2 separate regions of the Pan troglodytes genome follow, and region 2 is linked to region 1. Evidence: chromatin contacts called from public HiChIP or PLAC-seq data. All regions are on one chromosome and are shown on one strand. The core of a region is the stretch at or near the end of the contact, and the rest is flanking DNA. Distances in the headings are between cores, read along the strand shown. Region 1 holds the start of FNDC9 (fibronectin type III domain containing 9). Region 2 holds the start of LSM11 (LSM11, U7 small nuclear RNA associated).

Region 1 (4,970 bases), core at 1,554-4,053:
ATGAGGCAGTATAGCGGGTTGGTCACCACCCCCCCTCTGTAAGGCACCCGCATCAGGGGCATCCTGGTTGGCTTCGGGATCCAGTTCAGCTCCATCTCTGGAGTTCTTGCGTGGCACTTCCACCAGGGGGAGCCCCTGCAGGTCTTCCTCCCTCTGACCAAGATCCGGGGCCTCCTCTGGCCATCTCACCAACCCATTAGCCTCCTCCATGTGGCCAGCCCTGTAAGACCATCGCGGCTCATGGCAACGGACACACCAGAACTGGAGACAGATGAAGGCCAAGACGGCTGTGAAGCAGGCCAGCAGAATGGCCATCAGCACCCAAAGGGAGATCTGGGGGTCTACCAGGGAGCTTCCAGGAGCCAGCGGACTCTTATCCAGGGTGTGGAACATGGTGCAGTAGTGCCTGTAAGGGAAGGCAGCCTTCTTACAGCTGATGCACAGGAAGTAGAGAGTGGAAGGGGCGAGATGTTCCAGCACCACGGAGCTGATCGTTCGAGGCACCTTCTCCTCGTGGTGGAAGCTGTAGCGAAGATAGCCAGAGAAGATGCTGTTCCAGTTGGGCCTGTACATAATATGGTAATAGTCCTCCAGGCAGGGCTCCGAGGACGACCAGGAGATGATGGCTCCTGTATAAGAAATGTTCCCCACCTCGATGTTCATCCCGATTCTGGAACCAGAATCAAAGTGAAGAGTGACATCCCCTGATTTAAGTATGTATTTATCATAATCATAGCCACCATTTATTGCACATTTGAGATGGGCATTCATGTTGCCCTCATCTTACAGACAAAGAAATGGAGGCCGAGAGGTTCTGTTATTTAGGCATAGCGAAAAAGTGGCAGGACAAAAGTTAAAACTGGGGCTGTCCCATGCCAAAGTTCAGGCCTAAAAAGAGATGCACCCATGCAATCCCAGCCACATCCCACCCTAGCTGAGATCCTTCAGATAACAAAGGGGATTTTCTTAAGGGGATTGTTCTCATCCCCTTAAGAAAAAAGAAGAAAAGGTAAGGAGAAATCAGTAGAACCTCAGAGGTTCCACCTTTATTCTCAGGTCTGTGACCTCCCCTCAGGCAATTGATTCACCTCAATTTTCCTTCTTGACCTCCTGTTTCTGCTCCAAGTACTGTGAGCTCAGTGATCTAGAACGTTCTGCCCACTGCTTTGTTTAGCCTCCTGGTTCTGTTGCCCATGGTGAGTGGAAATTCGCTTTGTCACTCTTTGGCAGCTGATTTCACCCCAAAGCTTCTGCTCTTGTTTTGTTTGTTTGTTTTTTCAAAGCCAGCGGTACCAGGAAATTTGTTTCATAGGTAGAGATAATCAGCCCCTAATATCAGCATAACTACCACTATTTAATTCTGCTGGTATTATGAATGTTAATCATGGTAATAACCACTCACAGTAAGTGGTTGCTATGTCACTTGTCATGCTAGATGATTCACAGGCAGTAATTAATTTCCTTTATTCTTCATCACATCCTCTGAGCTAGATTCCCATTTTACGGATGAGCAACCTGATGTCACACTGCTAATACATAGAAAAAGGACTTAGTGCCGCCTAACCACTACATTTCCTAATGCAAGGCTGCCGGGTTTAGTTACAGACGTTATCGCAAAATGAGGTGCCAGGACTGAGACCCAGTTGCTGTTTTTCCAGACAAATCAAATGAGCCCTCTTTAGATTGCCAGGCCCCGCTTTGATAAGAGAGAGCCATCTTCAAGTATTTTAGTTTCTCTCATGCAGTTCCCTCTACTGATTGCCCCTGATCAGAAATACAGAGACAGTCATAGTTAGCCTACGCATATTCACATAACGGTCTCACCCTGCTTTGTCTTCCGCCTCTCCTCCCTCACATGAAACCCCGTAGGTTTCATTTTGGGTTGCAGTGACATAGTAAACAGCTGTCAACTGGATTTTCGCCTGCATTGGATATTAAGCCAAACCAATGGCTATTATGACCTGCCTTTCTCTCACCTCTGCTTTCCCCCATCCTCTTGTGTTTGTGCCCATTTTCCTCCAGGAGTGGAGCTGCAGAAAGGTGCACAGCATTGAGTAATTTCTTAATCCTTGGTTTTCTTCTGTAAGGGTAACAGTGAACTAAGATACTCAGGAAGGTGAATAGTGTCTTTCTATGTGGCTGAATATTTCTTCCCAGTAAATGGGGAACGAAAGGGATGAGACAGATGTGCTCAGACCCTTCCAGGGAAGGTCATCATGAAGGAGACCGAATGTTTATGTTTCCTAGCTTGGTGTCCTCTACACACTCATCCTCCCCACACCACACATCACTATAAATACACTTTCGACCACGATGGAAAGAGGTTAATTCATTATAGGCAGCCACCTGTGTAAAACCTTTCCATCAGGAGTAATCAGGAATCCTGTTTCTTGTCACGCATAAATGTTCTCTTGGCTTCCTATCTGCCACTAGCTGTCTGTACAGATGGAATTACCTCAGCAGACATTTTTAAGAGCTTTCTGTCAAGACGCAAATAGCATCCTCACCTTTTAGGACCAGGTCCATCTCCCTTATTGATTTTTCTTCCTCTGTTTCCGTTTCTAAATTCTCCCCTATTTTTAACTATTCATTTGCCCGGCCCTTCTCCAAGCAGAGTGTGAAAAGAAGCCATTTCCATTTCCAAGAAGAGCCATCTATATGTCTTACCTGATGCTTGCAGCGTGTCTGGTTAGAGCTCTGCCCTCCGAGGTGCAGTAGATTAAAGCTGAGAGAATGGTGCCTTCTCCCTCCTCCGCTCTGGGCTTTCCGTGTTGTTTCTCTCAACACTGAGTAATCCCACTGCCGCCCCTAATGCTCACATTATTCATTTCTTCAGATCAGCATCATTCACCATGGCAACCAGCAGGCATCTGTACGCACGATGCTTTCAGGGACCAGCCTGGAAAGGCTTTTGCCCAGTGAGAGGAGCTCTCATTCCTTTGGCTGAAAAAGGGCAGATGATGCCCTGAAAACTGGTCCCCAGTGCGGTACTAATTCTTCTAACACTCCTACATTTTCTCCCCAGTTGGCTGGTTATTATTTTCTTGTCCCATCTAGATCCTCTTTGGCCAGTGGTTTTAAATGCAAAGATGCTCTTCTCAGTTATTCCACACCCAAAGCAGTAATATTCATCTTCATCCCCTCCCACTCCTACACTTCCCCATCCCAACTGCCTACCCCACCTCTTTATCTTCATCTTTCTTTATTCTTGACTCGTGTGCCGTTACGTAGTTATATGGTACTGGTCAACACCCTTTTATTTTTATTGTCTGAGTCTCAGTTCCACCATCATCTGTAAAGCTGTGGGCTTGGGCTACATCAGGATGGCAGATCAGAAGGCAGAAGACCTGAGCCCTATCCCTGCACAGCCCTGAACCCCTGTCAAGCTTGCTAAACCATCATGGCACTCTCACTGGGTTGAATAATGCCCCCCCAAAATACATATCCATCCAGAACCTTAGGATGTGACCTGATTTAGAAATAGAGCCTTCGTAGATATAACTAGTTAAGGATCTCAAGATGAAATCTTCCTGGATTTAAGGGTGAGCCCTAAATCCAATGACTAATGTCTTTGTAAGAGAAAAGACAGAGAGGCTCAAGGGGAAGAAGCCAAGGGAAGACAGAGGCAGAGAGTGGAAGGATGCTGCCATCAGCCAAGGAACACCGGGAGCCATCAGCAGCTGGGAAGGCAAGGAAACATTCTCCCCTAGAGCCTTGGAGAGGGCGTGGTTCTGCCAGAGCCTTGATTTCAGGCTTCTGGTCTCCAGAACTGTGAGAGAATAAATTTCTGTCATGTTAAGCTGCCACATTTATGGTAATTTGTGATAGCAACCCTAGGAATCTAATGCAGCACTGCTTGCAGCTGGGTGCAGAAACAGCCCCAGAGTTCCTCTGAACACAAGCGTCCCAAGAAACTGCTTCCCAATCAATCAGTTGGAGTTGACGCCAGAAATGGAAACTGTTTGCTACTCCTGGATTGAATCATCCCCAGCGTTCCCTTCCTTTCAAGAATCCAGACTGCTTGCCTCCCCTTTTCTCATAAAGGGCTGTCTGGCTTTGAGGTTCCATCCCTTCCTGTTCCTTTCAACCTTGTAAGAACCTATTGCCACCATTCTATTGAGGAGATCACAGGGTGTGTCTGGAATAGAGGGTGGAAAGTAGCTCAGATAGATGTAGACCTGAATAAATTTATACAAATTATATGTTTTTAAAAGTCAGCTTTTCTCTTCTTGGTTCTTGGCCAAAGTATCCAAGTTAACTCATGAAGGTCTCTTTCTGATTCACATTAATGATAAAAGGTTAGAAAGAAAGCCAGGCACAGCGGCAGTGGTGTGCACCTGTCGTCCCAGCCACTTGGGAGGCTGAGGTGGGAGGATCACTTGAGCTTAGGAGTTCCAGACCGGCCTGGGTAACATAGAAAGACTTTTTCCCTTGGGAAAAAAAAAAAAAAAAGAGCCGCCTTGGTGAGTTGTGACCCTACCCTTGGCCAAAGATCTCCGGGAGGCTTGGAGTCTCGGGAACTCGGGAACAAGCCAGTGTTCCTTGATCAGAAAGTTGCTCTGCGGCTTGCCCATGGCATTCAGTCTTCCCAGGCGCCTGTCTTAAATCTGCAGCAATGCATGCAGCATGTCTCTTCCCATGCGAGCACAGCCAGGTCAAGTGCTAATGGTGAGTCCCCACAGAGCATAAAAGCATCCTCCCCACAGAAAGGCCACGCAGCTGTTTGCGGATGCCCTTTGAAAAGGTTATTTTGCGGGGAGTAAAAATACCAGAGTTAAGGGGTCTGAGGAGGAACAAGGTAGAACTCAAGCCTTTTTCCACAGAAAATTGGAATTTATTTTTAATATTCTTGGATGACATTTTTAACCATGAGAAATTTTCCTCTGTGGAATTAAGATACTCAGAGAATGTGAGGCCTCCAAGCCCTCTTGTTTCACAGTCCTGGGAGAAGACATGGCATTCCTCAGGCC
Region 2 (4,973 bases), core at 237-2,736, 390 kb after region 1:
AGCACTCATTTGTTGAATTGCCAGCAGTTCTGCAGCTTTGAGTTTTTAATTCAGGCAGGAGGTTTTGAACAAAGTGATAAGCTGGGCTCAAAACCTGTGCCATAAAGAAACCTGTACTGCTACTAATTAGAAGCCACTGTTTGATGGTTTTTTGTTTTTGTTTTTGTTTTTTTTTTGAGATGGAGTCTCCCTCTGTCACCCCAGGTGGAGTGCAGTGGCGCCATCTCGGCTCATTGCAACCTCTGCCCCTCCAGGATTAAGCAATTCTCTGCCTCAGCCTCCGGCGTAGCTGGGATTACAGGCGCGTGCCACCACGCCCTGCTAATTTTTTGTATTTTTAGTAGAGACGGGGTTTCACCATCTTGGCCAGGCTGGTCTTGAACTCCTGACCTCGTGATCCACCTGCCTCGGCCTCCCAAAGTGCTGGGATTACAGGCGTGAGCCACCGCGCCCGGCCTGCTTGATGGTTTTGTCTTCGCTGTAGTATGCATTCATCCCAAGGTATATTTCACAGTTGTATATTAATTTTCATCTTGCTCTCTAAGGTACTCTCCAGTATTCTCTTGGACTTCCTAAGTCTTAAGGAAACTGAAATGTACACAAAGCAACTAGTACAGAGAATACTAGTTGATGGCAGTTTGAGAATGTGGTGACGGGCAAGTGATGTGTGGCCTGTAGGTGAGTGGAAACATTTTGGCTCTGCTGGATGAGAAGGTTATATCTGGGCCTTCCGCGAAGAGTAGACTGTCATTTAAAAATCAACCAAAAAATATTTTGCCGAACTGAGACTATAAAGTAGCAAGTGGTATGATGATCATACCACAGGTCTTGGGAATTTTCCATAGTTTTCTCCAAGAGCTGGATCTTCGTTTCTTCCAATTGGTTAGCAATGCTTAGAAAGACAGTGATATAATGAATTTTCTTTGATACTAAGCACAAATTTGTTTATGCAGAGGGTATAGGAAATGGAGGACAGACACCCAGTATTGGCTGACATGCATCTATTATGAGCTCTGTAGGCAGTATCTCTCCATCCTGAGGTCAGTTCTATAAGGTAGGTGCTATTTATATCATATTTCAGACGAGAAACACGCTAAATACTTTGAGCCCAGGTAGGCTATTCTTCCCACCCTATCAGTAGTACTCAGCATGGAAGCAAACTGAGACATTCATTGCCTTCCTCCAGACATTTCCTGCCAGCTCAAGCTAGGATGCGATCCCGAGCTCATTCCCGGGGAACCCAGAGTATTAACAAACACCCTAAGTGATAATGATATAGACGGGGAAACTGCACTGGAGCAGGTCAAGCAGCAGTCGACAGCGTTAACTTGTCAGCTATGGGAGGAGGCGGTGCGAGGCGCGGGCTGGTCGGAGCCGCGTACCACGCCCCCCGGCCCGGGTGGAACGAGGACAGGTGCTGCCCTCCGGCGGCCGCGTCGGCGCAGTGCAACCCCGCGCCGCGGCTGCGCAGTGCCGCCCTCTGGCGGCTCCGTTCCTTCTTCCCATCGGCCTCGGCTTGCGGGCCTTTCAAACATGGAGGAGCGGGAGCGGGGGGCGAGGTCGGCTGGCGCCGGGAGCCCCGCGCGCCCGCCCAGCCCGCGGCTGGATGTCAGCTCTGACAGCTTCGACCCGCTGCTGGCCCTGTACGCGCCCCGCCTGCCTCCCATTCCCTACCCCAATGCCCCCTGCTTCAACAACGTGGCGGAGTACGAGAGCTTCCTCAGGACCGGAGTCCGGGGCGGCGGGCGCGGGCGCGGGCGGGCTCGGGGCGCGGCCGCGGGCTCTGGGGTTCCCGCCGCGCCCGGGCCCTCGGGCAGGACTCGCCGCCGCCCGGACGCGCCCGCCCCGGACCCCGAGCGCATCCAGCGCCTCCGCCGTCTCATGGTGGCCAAAGAGGAAGGGGACGGGGCCGCAGGAGCGGGCCGGAGGGGTCCGGGTCGGAGCAGGAAGGCGCCACGCAACGTGCTCACGCGAATGCCCTGTGAGTCCGCGGGCCGGGCGGGAAGCGGGGCAGCCGCCGTCCGGAAGCTGGCTGCCGAGGGGGCGTCTGCGGGGCGGCGGTGGCCGGGCGCGGGTCTGCACGTATTGCGGGAGCGCCTTGGTGAAAATTTGCGGGGATCATCAGTGACTATGGGGTGGATCTGCTTGAGTAATGTGGGTAATGAGGGCTTGGGGAGGGTCACCCTGAGTAAGAAAAGGGGCTGTAGGAGCAACAGAGGGAGAGTGGTAAGGCTGTAGTGGTGATAAGAAGCCGTGGGAAAGGTCTTCAGCGGTAATCGGGGCCCATGGAAGGGTCCCAGAGGTGATGAGCCTGCCGAGAGGGTCTACAGGATTGATGGAGGACCTGGAGAGGTGGCGGGGCTACAGAGTTTGGGGGACATCATAGGGACGTCTACAGAGGTGATGAGAGGTCTTAGAGACCACAGTGAGAGGTAAGGTGGGGCGGAAAACGGGAGACGTGGGGGAGCGCACAGCCAATATTAGGGGAAGGAGAGTATTTGGTCAGTGGGATTTGAGGATGATCGGATGGAGTGTGGGGAGATCTGTTCAGATAGCACAGGCGCATAATCCCATAACCCCTGTACATTGACAGCTCCTTCTCGAGTGCGATAAGCAGAAGGGCTGCAGGGTCTTGATACACATATGTTCACATTATTAAGTCACAAGTGCTGAAATGCAGCAGGCACAGAATGCCACTAAAACACAGACGCTGTTTTACAGCCACTCTGCCTGGCTGGGTGCAGGACTGTGTCTGTCAGGCTCATATTACCATATGTGCAGGTTATTTTAAGTTCTAAAGGTGTAAATGGCACAAGGGAATTTCTTGGAGCCTCCTCATAGATCCTTAGAGTAAAGCTGTAAACAGCAGAGGCTCTAATGTGTGAGTTAGGTCTTGTATAAATGGAATAAAAACAGCCTAAGGTTATCTCTTTTGTCATCTGGCAAGCAGTTCTGACATCTGCCCTGTGAACACAATGACCTACTTAGCCATTCAAAGCATCTGTATCCTGATAATTAAATTGTTACCTTATTAAGTCACTGTCTTTTGGATGGAGAGGTGTGCCAAGCAAGGGACTGTTTTGCTTCATTCCTAGAAATTTGTTTATTAAGAGAGAACATCCTGAAACGCTATGTGCTGTTCCGTGTGCCTTTGTTGGATGTCTTACCATGCCACAGCATCCCTGCCCAAGCTAGGATTTACCCCGGCCTGCTTGCCCGGCTGTAACACAAAGACAGTATGCGTGTTCCCAAAATGAGAGCAGTTTGGGGGACCTTAATTTGCCTATGCAATTTGCCACCATTAGGTAGTTGAAATGCACTCCAAGTCTCATTGCAACATTTATTTCTATTTTACCAGTTATTACTTTGCTACCAAGATTGTCAAGGGAAAGGAATATTCCTGTGTATTGCTATGTAGTGGGTGGTTTTAGCTTTCCCTATAGAGCACTTTACTGTAATGGTATGACAGTGTGTGAAGACCAGCTTTGTCAACTTCTTATGATTAAGTATATATCCCTGGAATCAAGATCTCAGAGACTATGCCCTACATACTGAAAATTTTCACCATGGCACTGCAGACAGTTGGGTGTACATGAGAGAAAGGCATTGACGTCGCACAGAGTTGATGACCTTCAGAAAGCAAGAAAACAACAGAAACATGGGTGAGGATTGGATTCATTCAAGAAAGAGTTCCTACTTGAGGGTGAAGGGTGGGAGGAGGGTGAGAATCACAAAACTACCTATGGGGTACTATGATCACTACCTGGGTGACAAAATAATTTGTGCACCAAACCCCAGTGACACACGATTTACACATGCAGCAAACCTTTCGTGTACCTCCTGATCCAAAAACAAAAGTTGGAAGGGGGGGGAAAAAAGAACTAGGTATGTTTTATATGTATGCCACAGTTTTAATTTAAAAAAATATGCCTACTCCAAACTCTGATTGGATACAGTTGCTCAGGAAAATCAAAATATAGATACCAGTAAGATAATACTATTTGTGGACATATACAAATGCTTTCTGGAAAAAAATGCCTATGCATTTGAGAATGCATAATCCTTTGCAAAATATTTACATAAAATGTAAGTTCCATCAGGCTGTAACAGCAAACAGAAGCTTTGTTAGTTCATATCATCAGTGAAACATAATGAAGAATACATGAGGAGCTACATTTTGTCGCTGACTTTAAAATGATGTATTTCATCAATTCAGATCCAAGTTACCCATCCAGGTTCACAGACAGGACAGTGTGGAATGTTTATGAAAAAACAAGGAGTGCAAAATTAAGTGTAATGGTGTTTTAACTGTAAAATATTTCACTTTGTATCTCTGTCATAGAATCTCTTTGAATTCCCTTGTGGAGCAGTAGTATTCTTTTCCTTGCAGTAATAAAATTTTAAAAATAGCCAGGCACAGTGGCTCACACCTGTAATCCCAGCACTTTGGGAGGCCGAGGCAGGTAGAACACTTGAGGCCAGGAGTTCAAGACCAGCCTGGCCAACGTGGTGAAACCCTGTCTCTACTAAAAATACAAAAATTAGTTGGGCATGGCAACATCTGCCTCTAGTTCCAGCTGTTCAGGAGGATGAGGCACGAGAATCGCTTGAACCCTGTAAGTGGAGGCTGCAGTGAGCCGAGATCATAGGGACATCATAGAGACGTCTACAGAGGTGATACGAGGTCTCAAAAAAAAGTAATGATAAAAGTATAGGAGGCTGTTGCAATACTGGGAATACTAAAGAAAAAAAAAGCATAGGAGGAAAGGTTTTTCGTCATCATTAAGCCTAAGCCATCACTGATACCAACAAAGAACTCACACACAAGCTGTACTTGCAAGTGGAATGTAATTGCTTTTCCTCCTTTTTAATATTGACATGCCTATAGAGACGGTAAGACAAGACTAAAGAGCATTATCCTCTTTTCCACATAATTCTAGTGTCTATATTTCTCCTTAGTATCGCAGCACCAT

What was found. HiChIP or PLAC-seq counts read pairs in DNA pulled down with a chosen protein or histone mark.
Region 2: an H3K4me3 HiChIP or PLAC-seq map of stem cell-derived excitatory neurons shows a contact between it and region 1, with 8 times the contacts expected there. The contact joins the promoter of LSM11 here to the promoter of FNDC9 in region 1. A contact is called at or near these places in 1 of 7 Hi-C or Micro-C datasets (induced pluripotent stem cells) and 1 of 1 datasets of contacts at active chromatin or transcription factors (stem cell-derived excitatory neurons).

Annotation. Positions count from the first base shown.
Region 1 is chr4:155,032,507-155,037,476 of NHGRI_mPanTro3-v2.0_pri, forward strand. FNDC9 (fibronectin type III domain containing 9) reads right to left here and starts at 2,804. Exons shown (of 2, transcript XM_001138114.8): 1 at 2,668-2,804; 2 at 1-670. The coding sequence starts at 663. All of the region lies in intron 23 of CYFIP2 (cytoplasmic FMR1 interacting protein 2), which reads left to right.
Region 2 is chr4:155,427,280-155,432,252 of NHGRI_mPanTro3-v2.0_pri, forward strand. It overlaps LSM11 (LSM11, U7 small nuclear RNA associated), which reads left to right and starts at 1,487. Exons shown (of 4, transcript XM_001138531.7): 1 at 1,487-1,981. The coding sequence starts at 1,534.